Regions from separate parts of the Sus scrofa genome. Here region 1 is linked to region 2. A link is a contact called in public Hi-C data. All regions are on one chromosome and are shown on one strand. Each heading gives the region's core, a stretch centred on a gene start, on an enhancer-like site or on the middle of the called end of the contact. The rest is flanking DNA. Distances are from core to core; before and after follow the strand shown.

What was found. A called contact is a pair of places that touch in the nucleus more often than the background predicts.
Region 1: a Hi-C map of embryonic fibroblasts shows a contact between it and region 2, with 2.8 times the contacts expected there. The contact joins two enhancer-like sites. A contact is called at or near these places in 4 of 47 Hi-C or Micro-C datasets (embryonic fibroblasts, fetal heart ventricle and heart right ventricle) and 1 of 2 datasets of contacts at active chromatin or transcription factors (alveolar macrophages).

Annotation. Positions count from the first base shown.
Region 1 is chr2:94,995,592-95,000,373 of Sscrofa11.1, reverse strand. CCNH (cyclin H) reads left to right here. Exons shown (of 9, transcript NM_001166313.1): 6 at 418-488; 7 at 3,498-3,609. Among named protein-coding and RNA genes, the nearest start is that of CCNH, 21 kb to the left of the region's middle. Within about 2 kb of position 2,548, at least 2 of the 83 cell types and tissues checked have an H3K27ac peak or open chromatin away from gene starts, as enhancers often do. A contact at or near this core is called in embryonic fibroblasts, where this site is marked.
Region 2 is chr2:94,700,008-94,704,465 of Sscrofa11.1, reverse strand. No RefSeq gene overlaps it. Among named protein-coding and RNA genes, the nearest start is that of RASA1, 180 kb to the left of the region's middle. Within about 2 kb of position 1,640, at least 6 of the 83 cell types and tissues checked have an H3K27ac peak or open chromatin away from gene starts, as enhancers often do. A contact at or near this core is called in embryonic fibroblasts, where this site is marked.

The DNA of each region.
Region 1 (4,782 bases), core at 1,299-3,798, 300 kb before region 2:
TGGGCTTTATATCCATTTGTAGAAAAACATGAACACCTTTGGTTTGAACTTGTCCCTGTGGCTCAAGATTCCTCATCTGTAAAATGAGATTAGACACATAGGGTTTTTATATTAAACACTTAACATTAAAAGTATTGAATATTGCTACTGCTAGTTTCAGGTCATTTTTCCTCTAAATGTATTATAGAACTTAAGTTAATTTGAGCATTAAGCATCTTTTAATCTAAATTGTATATCCTTAAGTCTGTAAGAGGTACAAATTATATCTTTTTGGAGTTCAAAGTATTGATATTTAACTTTTAAATTTATTCAAAGATTGACCTTGATGAAATGCACATGGAGGAAAATAATTTATGATGTCATATTTTCTCAAGAGGCTATATGTGATCAATAGATTAAAACTTTTTTCTTTTCCAGTTATTTATCAGAAAGTCTGATGCTCAAAGAGAACAGAACTAGCCTGTCACAGTTACTAGATATTATGAAAAGTAAGTAAAACAGAATACCTCATAAAATGTTCTTCTATCACAATGTTACTTTCTAAATAAATAATTTCTTAGTATTTAACTTGAGATAAGAGATTACTGATTGGATTAACTTTTATTGAATTATTATATATGGAGGCATGAAGGATACATTGGTGAAGAATAGAAGGTATATGGAAGAAAGTAGTTTTCACAAAGAACAATTTTTTTTTTGGCCACCTTGTGGCATATGGAGTTCCCAGGCCAGGGATCAGTTCTGAGCCACAGTTGCAGCAGTGCCAGATCCTTTGACCTGCTGTGCCAGGCTGGGGATTGACCCTGCTTCCTGGTGTTTCAGAGACACTGCTGTTTGCATTGTGCCACAGCAAGAACTCCTACACAGAACTTTTGAGGAAAGTGAAAATATAATCAGGTGCAGAAAGTGTTGAGATTTAAAAGGTTCCTTTTAAAAGGTATCCAGACATGATGGACACTGAAAAATATCTACAGGGAACCAAAACTAATTAAATTTGAAACTCATATATTGTAGTTAAGTCAGTTTTAACTAGTTGATATGTCATTTTCTAGTCATTTTGTTAGTTGATATTAGAAAAGCCATGGTTCTCAACAGAGTGGAATTTTTGCAGCATCTCCATCCTCTTGGTTGTCACAACTTAGCGGTAGGGGGAGATGTTGGCAGCTACTACCAGCATCCAGTGCACGGAGGTGATAGGACCCAATAAACATTTTATAATTCATAATACAGCCCCTTGGTAGACTGAGAAATGGCTCCCCAAAGATTATCAGTGGAAGCCCAGCATTACCTTACATGGCCAAAAAGACACCCCCAAAAAAGTCTTTGCAGGTGTGACAAAGTTAAAGACATTATTTTGGACTATTCAGATTGAGCCTAAATATAATCACAAGAGTCCTTAGTAGAGGAAGGCAGAGAGAAGTTTGACACACTGAAGGTGATTTTGAAGACACAGCAGAGATTTGAAGATATGTCTTAAAAATTGGAGCAGTACGGCCATAAGCTAAGGGATGTTGGCAGTCATCAGAAGCTGGAACAGAAGCCTCTAGAGTGTAGCCCTTCCCATATTTTGTTTTTGGTCTAGTGAAACTGATTGCAGACTCTGAGGCTTTAGAACTGTGGAACAGGAGTTCTCTTGTGGCACAACAGGTTAAGAATCCAGCATTCTCACCCTAGCAGCTCATGTGGCTGCTGTGGCACAGGTTTAATCCCTGGCCTGGGAACTTGTGCATGCCTCAGTTGCTGCAAAAAAAAAAAAAACAAAACAAAAAAACAAAACAAACAAAAACCTGTGAAACAGTCCACTTTTGTTGTCTTAATAGGTCCTGAGTTTGTGGTAATTTTTAATAGCAATCTCAGGAAATTAACATAAACCCTCACAACAAAGAATTTTCTAGCCCAGGCTGTCAGTAGTGCTTATGCTAAGAAACACTGTCTTAAGGTTTTGTTTTTTTTTTCCTTCTTTTCACTTTTTTAAAGTATGCTTGCTTTACAGTGTTGTGTTAGTTTCATATGTGCAGCAAAGTGATTCAGATGTGTGTGTGTATGTGTGTGCTTCAGATTCTTTTCCCTTGTAGGTTATTACAGGATATTGAATATAGTTCCCCAAGCTATATGGCAACCTTGTTCTTAAGGATTGAGTTAGAACCTCCCCTTAACTGATTGGCTGGATTAGCCATTCCTCTCCATGTTCATTCTTGCTCTTGTGACACTGCATGCTCATGGCTACTATGCACATCTTCAGGGTTAAAAGTCAGTTATGTTTGTTTCCAAAATGTTTTGTGCCAGTTGTCCTTATGAATAAATTTCTGGTTTAAATATTGAGTAAGCCAATAAAATATGACATTGAAGATCTTGATCTTGGATGACATTAGTTAATCAGTGTTTTTATGTTTTATGTTTCAAAAGTTAAAATGCCTCAGGGCATGTAAATATCATTTCTTGATTCTTTGTTGGAAATGATCTCGAGGTCTTCCCTCTTTAAGTGAGAGTGATGAATTTATCAGTCAGAAAACTGTAGGTTTTCAGTTATACCACTAGAGGGTTCACTTCCAAAACTAATTGTGATTTGGCCATAGATATTAGGATCCAGGAATTTAGTAAGTACAAGAGGTCTTAAAGGTAACCCACTGTGCTGATTTTATAGCTGACACTTACCTTCATTTTACTCCATTTGTTTAAATGTAAAATAAGAATAGCTCTTGCTGAAACTCAGAGCTGGAATGGTATTATCTTATTCATAATTTTTCACACACAAGATACTGTCCCAAGGGTTTTGATGCAAACACTGCTTTATTTGCTTTATGAAATAAGTCACTCATTTGGAGCACATGGCTGGCTAATTAGCCCTGTTTCTCTCATCATTCCTTATAAAAATCATGAGATTTATATTCTTTGTTTTGTGGTAGTTGAATAATATAAAGGGCCCAGGTGGAGAATCCTTGTGTGCTTAGTCACTGTAGTAGTTTGCTTTTAGCATAAGGAGGGTATTTTTGTTTTCTTGGTGATGCTTCATTGTATAGGTTCCGCATTGTGTTAAAGCAAAGCATCATTGACGGGTATTTATAAGCATTTTTCCTTCATTGCATATTACATAATAATGTTTTCCTTGTACATGAGGCCCTCCATCTGTAGGACAGAATGTTATGAATATAGTTGGTGGTAGAGAACAAAGATTGTTTACTAAATCATATAGGGATTTTTTAAAAGCCTTAAAACTGAGTAAAGTGACCATGGTAGGATTTGGAAAAAATACTGACTAGCAAAGCCTGCTTATCGTTATGCTGTACACGACGCGGGCTAAGCAGCAGAAGCTATAGTAACTTGAGTATGGTGTTCATTGAATTCTAATGTGAAATAATAATCCTGATAATAATAACCACATTTCAGGAGTGTTCTTTGTTGTTCCCAAAACTAGATGGGAAAATATTATTCATCCCCTTTATGAGAACCATACTTTTCATTATCTGATGTGGATCCTTTCTTTTATATACATATAGGCATGAGAAACTTGGTAAAAAAATATGAACCACCCAGATCTGAAGAAGTTGCTGTTCTGAAACAGAAGTTGGAGAGATGTCACTCTCCTGAGCTTGCACTTAACGTAATTACGTAAGTAGATGGGACACTGTTATCCTAGAACAGATATAACTATTATTGTGTTTAGCTTAAAATGTCATTTAATTGGTGAATGCTCATATGGGTAAAACTGACTTACCTATTAAATCAGATTTTTTTTCAACAGGATTAAACACGAGATAATAAAAGAATTTGGCTTTTTATAGTCAATTCTGCTCCTGCTGTGATTAACGTGTTCTTTGGCTTGTGGGATCCCATGAGGCAGAGTCTTCCTAGGGAATTCATGAACCTCTTCTTGTCCTTTTAATCTCTAGGTTTTTTGTAGGTCTGGTTATCTCCTCTGGAGAACAAGTACACTGTTCCAGATTTATTTCTATTAGCTAGGGTATGGAAATTTGGCATATTTTCTCTCAGTGGTAAACTTTATATTGAAGACAGAATCAATAGGAAAATGTGCTGTTAGATTTCTTGTTGCATCCATAAGGAACACTGTAATACGTCTTATTGACTTGTTGCTGAATGTGGAATTCACTATATTTGAGCTCTTTATCACCTGCAGCTTGAAGATCTGCTTACACCTTTCAGGTGTTTAAACAGTTGGGGATCTGGGTAGGTAATAAGAATGGTAAAATTATTATTTTATATTTTCTGTGGAACACATTCTGTAAAACTTAGTGGGAGGTAGGTCTGTCATCTTACAGTTGAGATGCATTTGAGATGTTTCTGATTCCATAATTGATGACTATATTGTTATTGGATAATATATGAGACATCAGACCAGAATTCTAAGGCCTTCAGATCAGGTACTTGTAACTCAAATTCTTCTAACTATAAAGCTATAGTAGGAGAATATCCCAGGACTTATGATGTGTGTAAAATATGGGACTATTTTATATTTGTAGCTGTAACTGCAAAACATGGCTTAGAATAGAACCTAAAATTGGTAAATTTCACTCCTGGGTTTCAGTGTTACAGCAAAAGTAAAGAAAAATGTTGACTTTAATGAATGAAAGTATTGCAGTACTGATTTATAATCTTTTCACATTGATTTTGAAATGGGCTTATTAGACCAGGTGTTGGCACACTGTGGCCCAAGGGCCAAATCTGGGCCACAACCTGTTTTTAGAAATAGTTTTATTGGAACATAGATCCATCTAGCATACTGTGTATTGCTGTTTTCAGACTATAGCAGAAGAATTGTGTAGT
Region 2 (4,458 bases), core at 391-2,890:
GTGAGGGAGGATTCCTGACTTTGGCAGTCAAGTTACCACAAGTAGGGCTGGTGTTGCCTTTTTCACATACATGTGCCAGCTAACATAGATGCGTTTGCAATTCTAACCAGAATGCTATGGTGCATAGTAAGCCACTTTGGACTGTGCCCATGCCTGAAAAGTGTTTCTGGAAACCCCACCATCAACTTCTCCCTTTTCACTTAATTGACTCAGATCTCATCCTTGGAGATCCATCTGAAGTACCACCTCTTTGCAGAAGTTTTTCCTCATACCCTTGGTCCTCAAATACTTACTTCCTCTATACTTGTGTTTCATCCTGAGATTCTACCATAGCTCTTATTTCCTTAAATCATAGTTATCTGTTTACTTGTCTATAAACTCTACAAGGTATTTCACAAAGTATTTTCATGCAATGTTTCTTCAAGATGTACTCTGGAAATAGCGTAGTATGATCAGATAAATTGAGGAAATAATGCATATTATATTTTGGGTCTTAGAGAGTCACAATTTACATTTAAATATTAGAAGTTTCAAAAAGTCCTAAGGAAAAGACATAACTTGAAGTGACCCTAGAGAATTTGTTTATGAAACCCTCATTTATATGTGACATGTGTTAATATGTTCCAGGAGGCTACACAAGGGAGGCTTCCCTGAGGGTGTCTATAGCAGGATCTCCAGTTCTTAGCACAGTGCCTGGAACCTAGGAGCTACTTAATATGTGCCTGCTGAATGACTTTATCTATTGTGTATACATACTATCCAAGATGCTTAGTTGTTGAGAGAAATATTTTATGATATAGTTGAACACCCAAGTGATCAGAACTGCATAAATATAGGAGAATTCTGTAGGGCTGACCTCAAATAAATACATTTGACTGCAATGATTGATGCTATTTTTTTTTTTTTTTTGTCTTTTTAGAGCTGCACCCAGGCTAGGGGTTGAGTGGGAGCTGCAGCTGCTGGCCTATGCCTTGACCACAGGAACACGGGATCTGAGCCATGTCTGTGACCTACACCGCAACTCATGGCAATGCCAGATCCTTAACCTACTGAGTGAGGCCAGGAATCAAACCCATATCCTCAGGTTCTTAACTGACTGAGCCACAACAGGAACTCCTGATGGTATTTCTGAGGCATGGGGCATTGTCAATCAAAGAGTTTGTAGAGGAGGGTGAGCAGGTTGTTTAAGGGACTTTGAAAACTTTTCTATGGGGAACGGCGAGACAAAGATATGTTCAGTTTGGAGAAGAGAGAAAGAAAATTCCATCTTCAAATATCTGAACAATGACTAAGATAACTTTTCTCCGGCCCCAAATTTCACAGTAGAGTGAAGAAAACACACACTTATTACATCGTAATGAAGCAAGGCCTGGTGGCGTCCTCTGGGATAGAGAAAAGGGAGTGGCTGCTCTGCTTGAAGTGGGGGTGAGAGGTAGTTAGGGGGCTTCCTCAAGGAGCCAGCATCTGTGCATACTTTCAAGGCTGAACATAGGAGAGGGCTTCCAGCCATGACACAGCCCACCTTTGTAGAAAGTCCCGAGTGGAAATCCAGAGTATTTCTCTTTAAAGGCACACTGTCATGTTTGCACGAGAGAGTTGTTTGTGTTACTTGACCTACCCTGATCATTTCTGTCTTGAAGCAAGATGTATCAGGCAATGGCTCAGAGGTTTGGAATGTTTTTCAAACTGCTGACTTAAAAGTGAACCACTGGGCAGTATTTTTCTTTTTCAGGTTTAGTAACAATTCAGCTGAATCTATTTAGGAGTATATCCTTAGTGATTTTTTTTTTTTTTAAGGAAAGTGAGAAATTCTGTGGGATTCAAAAGAATGTTAATATTAGATATCTCAGCACATGACTGAAACACTTAGAGCTTGCACTGCAACATCTTGATTTTATTAGTGGATCATTTTGTGAAATTAGTGAATTCGAAATTTTTCTTTCTACTCATTGCTGATTACCGGAGTTGCTTGGCTATTCTTTTTTTTTTTTTTTTTTTTTTTGGCTTTCCAGGTCAGTACCTGTGTCAAGTTCCCAGGCTAAGGGTTGAATCAGAGCTGCAGCTGCTGGCCTACAACATAGCCACAGCAATACAGAATCCAAACTGCATCTGCAACCTATACCACAGCTCACAGCAATGCTAGATCCTTAACCCACGGAGCAAGGCCAGGGATCGAACCAGCAACCTCATGGTTCCTAGTCGAATTCGCTTCCACTACTCCATGATGGGAACTCCCAGAAGACTGCTTTTGATATTAGGGGTAAAGCTGTTAATAAGGGTTACGTACCATTTAAACTTGTACATTTAAAAAATTTTATGTAGAGAAAACAGTTCTAATAATTCTTTAATTTCTACTTATGTAGATGAGAAAAAGTTTAACGGATTTTTTTTAATTTTCTTTGGTGTTGCCTATAACTTCTACAATCTCATCATTAAACTTGATGACAAGTCTTTTTTATATGTGTTAGGAATTAATTTCTCTACACTTCTCAGATACTCAATTTCTGACATTTTGGACAATTATTTTCTGCCTTTCACCCTTTGTCTTTAGAAACAACAGAATGGAAATAACATCTATAGAGTATTACTGTGCTGTAGTCACATATGTCTTTTTCTCTCCATGTTGATAATTGACCAATGACGAGGAAATAATTACCAGCCATTCTTTTGTCTGACAAGGGGTTAGTACAGAATCAGATGAGGGTTTTCTTTCTTTTTTTTTTTTTTTTTTTTTTTGGTGCCCAATGTGGGGTCAGAAGAGGGTTTTAAATGGTGTAAAAAAAATCTTGGATCACCCAGGTCCTGGTCATCTCAAGACTATAGAATCTAATATAAATTAGTTAACTAATGAAAATAAATCTGGGTTTACTCTAATATTGACTTGGGACCTAGGTCCCACCTACCTCCCAGGTAGGGCACCAGGCAGGTGCTGATGGGCTTCCCCAGCTCCAGGTGAGTCAAGCCCTGCCCTGGGGAAGGAAGGCTACCCAGCCACCTAGCTGATGGCCACTGGACACTGGGCATCAGGATGCAGCCAGGGGGCAGAAAGACCAGGTCCCACCTTGGTACCCCTCGGGGATGTGGGTTCCAGCCCTGATTCTGCTGCAGTTCACCGTGAGCCCCAGCACTACTGGTTCTCTTTTTGTCTTTGGGAATTATTCCCTGTCAATTGAGGTGACAGGTCTGAACCATCTCTAATTCCTACCCCGAGTCCCCTACCTTGCTCTGACAGTACACTGCCTTATGTATACTTTTTCTTCTTTTTTGGTGATTTTTTTTTTTTTTACTGTGGTAAAATACTACACTGGATCTTAGCCAAATGGCTGAGAAGCAATCTTTTTGTGGTAATACAGACATAACATTAAATTTACCCTCTTGTACATACACCTGAAACTGACACAACATTGTAAATCAACTGTACTCCAATACAAACTAAAAATGAAATTAAAAAAAAATTTACCATTAAAAAATATTGACTTGGGCTTATTCCAGAGTCCTAATATCATCCTAAGCACATCCTTTAGAGGAACCAGTTCCCTAATGTCATAATCTTTGTACTGAAGGATTATCTACATTTATTTGCCTTTTCAGGGACCTCTCTTGACAGAAGAGTATCCTGGCCCTATGAGCCATTCTCTGTGGTTTTGGTGGGTAACTGAGGGCATTTCAGCTTTGCACTTTCCATTGGTAACATCTGCTTTTCTCATATACTCTAGTTATATAGAAAATATCTCTAGAGGATGTCAAATGCCCTTATTCCTTTCCTGGATATTCGTTAAAGTATATTTTCAAACTTCCCCACTAATGAAATTCTTCCTTTTCCTTTTCCTGTTTAAAAGCTTCATTGTGTTATGCAAAATGGAGGCCTTGATTTAGGGAAATGGAATACATTATCATAAACTCCTTGAATTGTCAAAATAGGAAGTGATTCCACCAAATAAGAAAAGAAACATGTATAACATCTAAATTTCTTTGAAAATGTAGTCAGCAAAGTTCAGTATGAAGTAGAGGTTGGAGGTTGTGGAGAAGAGGGGAAAAGACCGGAACATACTAGCCTATTACTTACATGGAGATGCTTGGACTTTGCCTACCAATTTAAAAAAATTATGATCTATGTTGTCTAAGCTGAAGAAAACAACCTAGATGTTTTGTTATCAGTTTTGTGGTATATCAATTCACTTATAGTTGAAATGTATCCAAGACCTCCTAAACATTGGGCCTGATCATTTTTGTCTCCCACACTGTCTACCTAGGTTACAAACCACTGTTCTCAGTGGGTTTCCATAATCATCCAACTTTAGGACGTCATCTGTATTTTTCTCCAAGTAGTCTAAGAACTTACCATCACTGGTCATAACAATTATCTCCTTACAATCTGTGTCAGCCATTCGAAGAAAAGATTAGCTATTAAAATGCCATTCTAAATTTAAGTTTTAAACTTCAGGATCTGAAGAATAA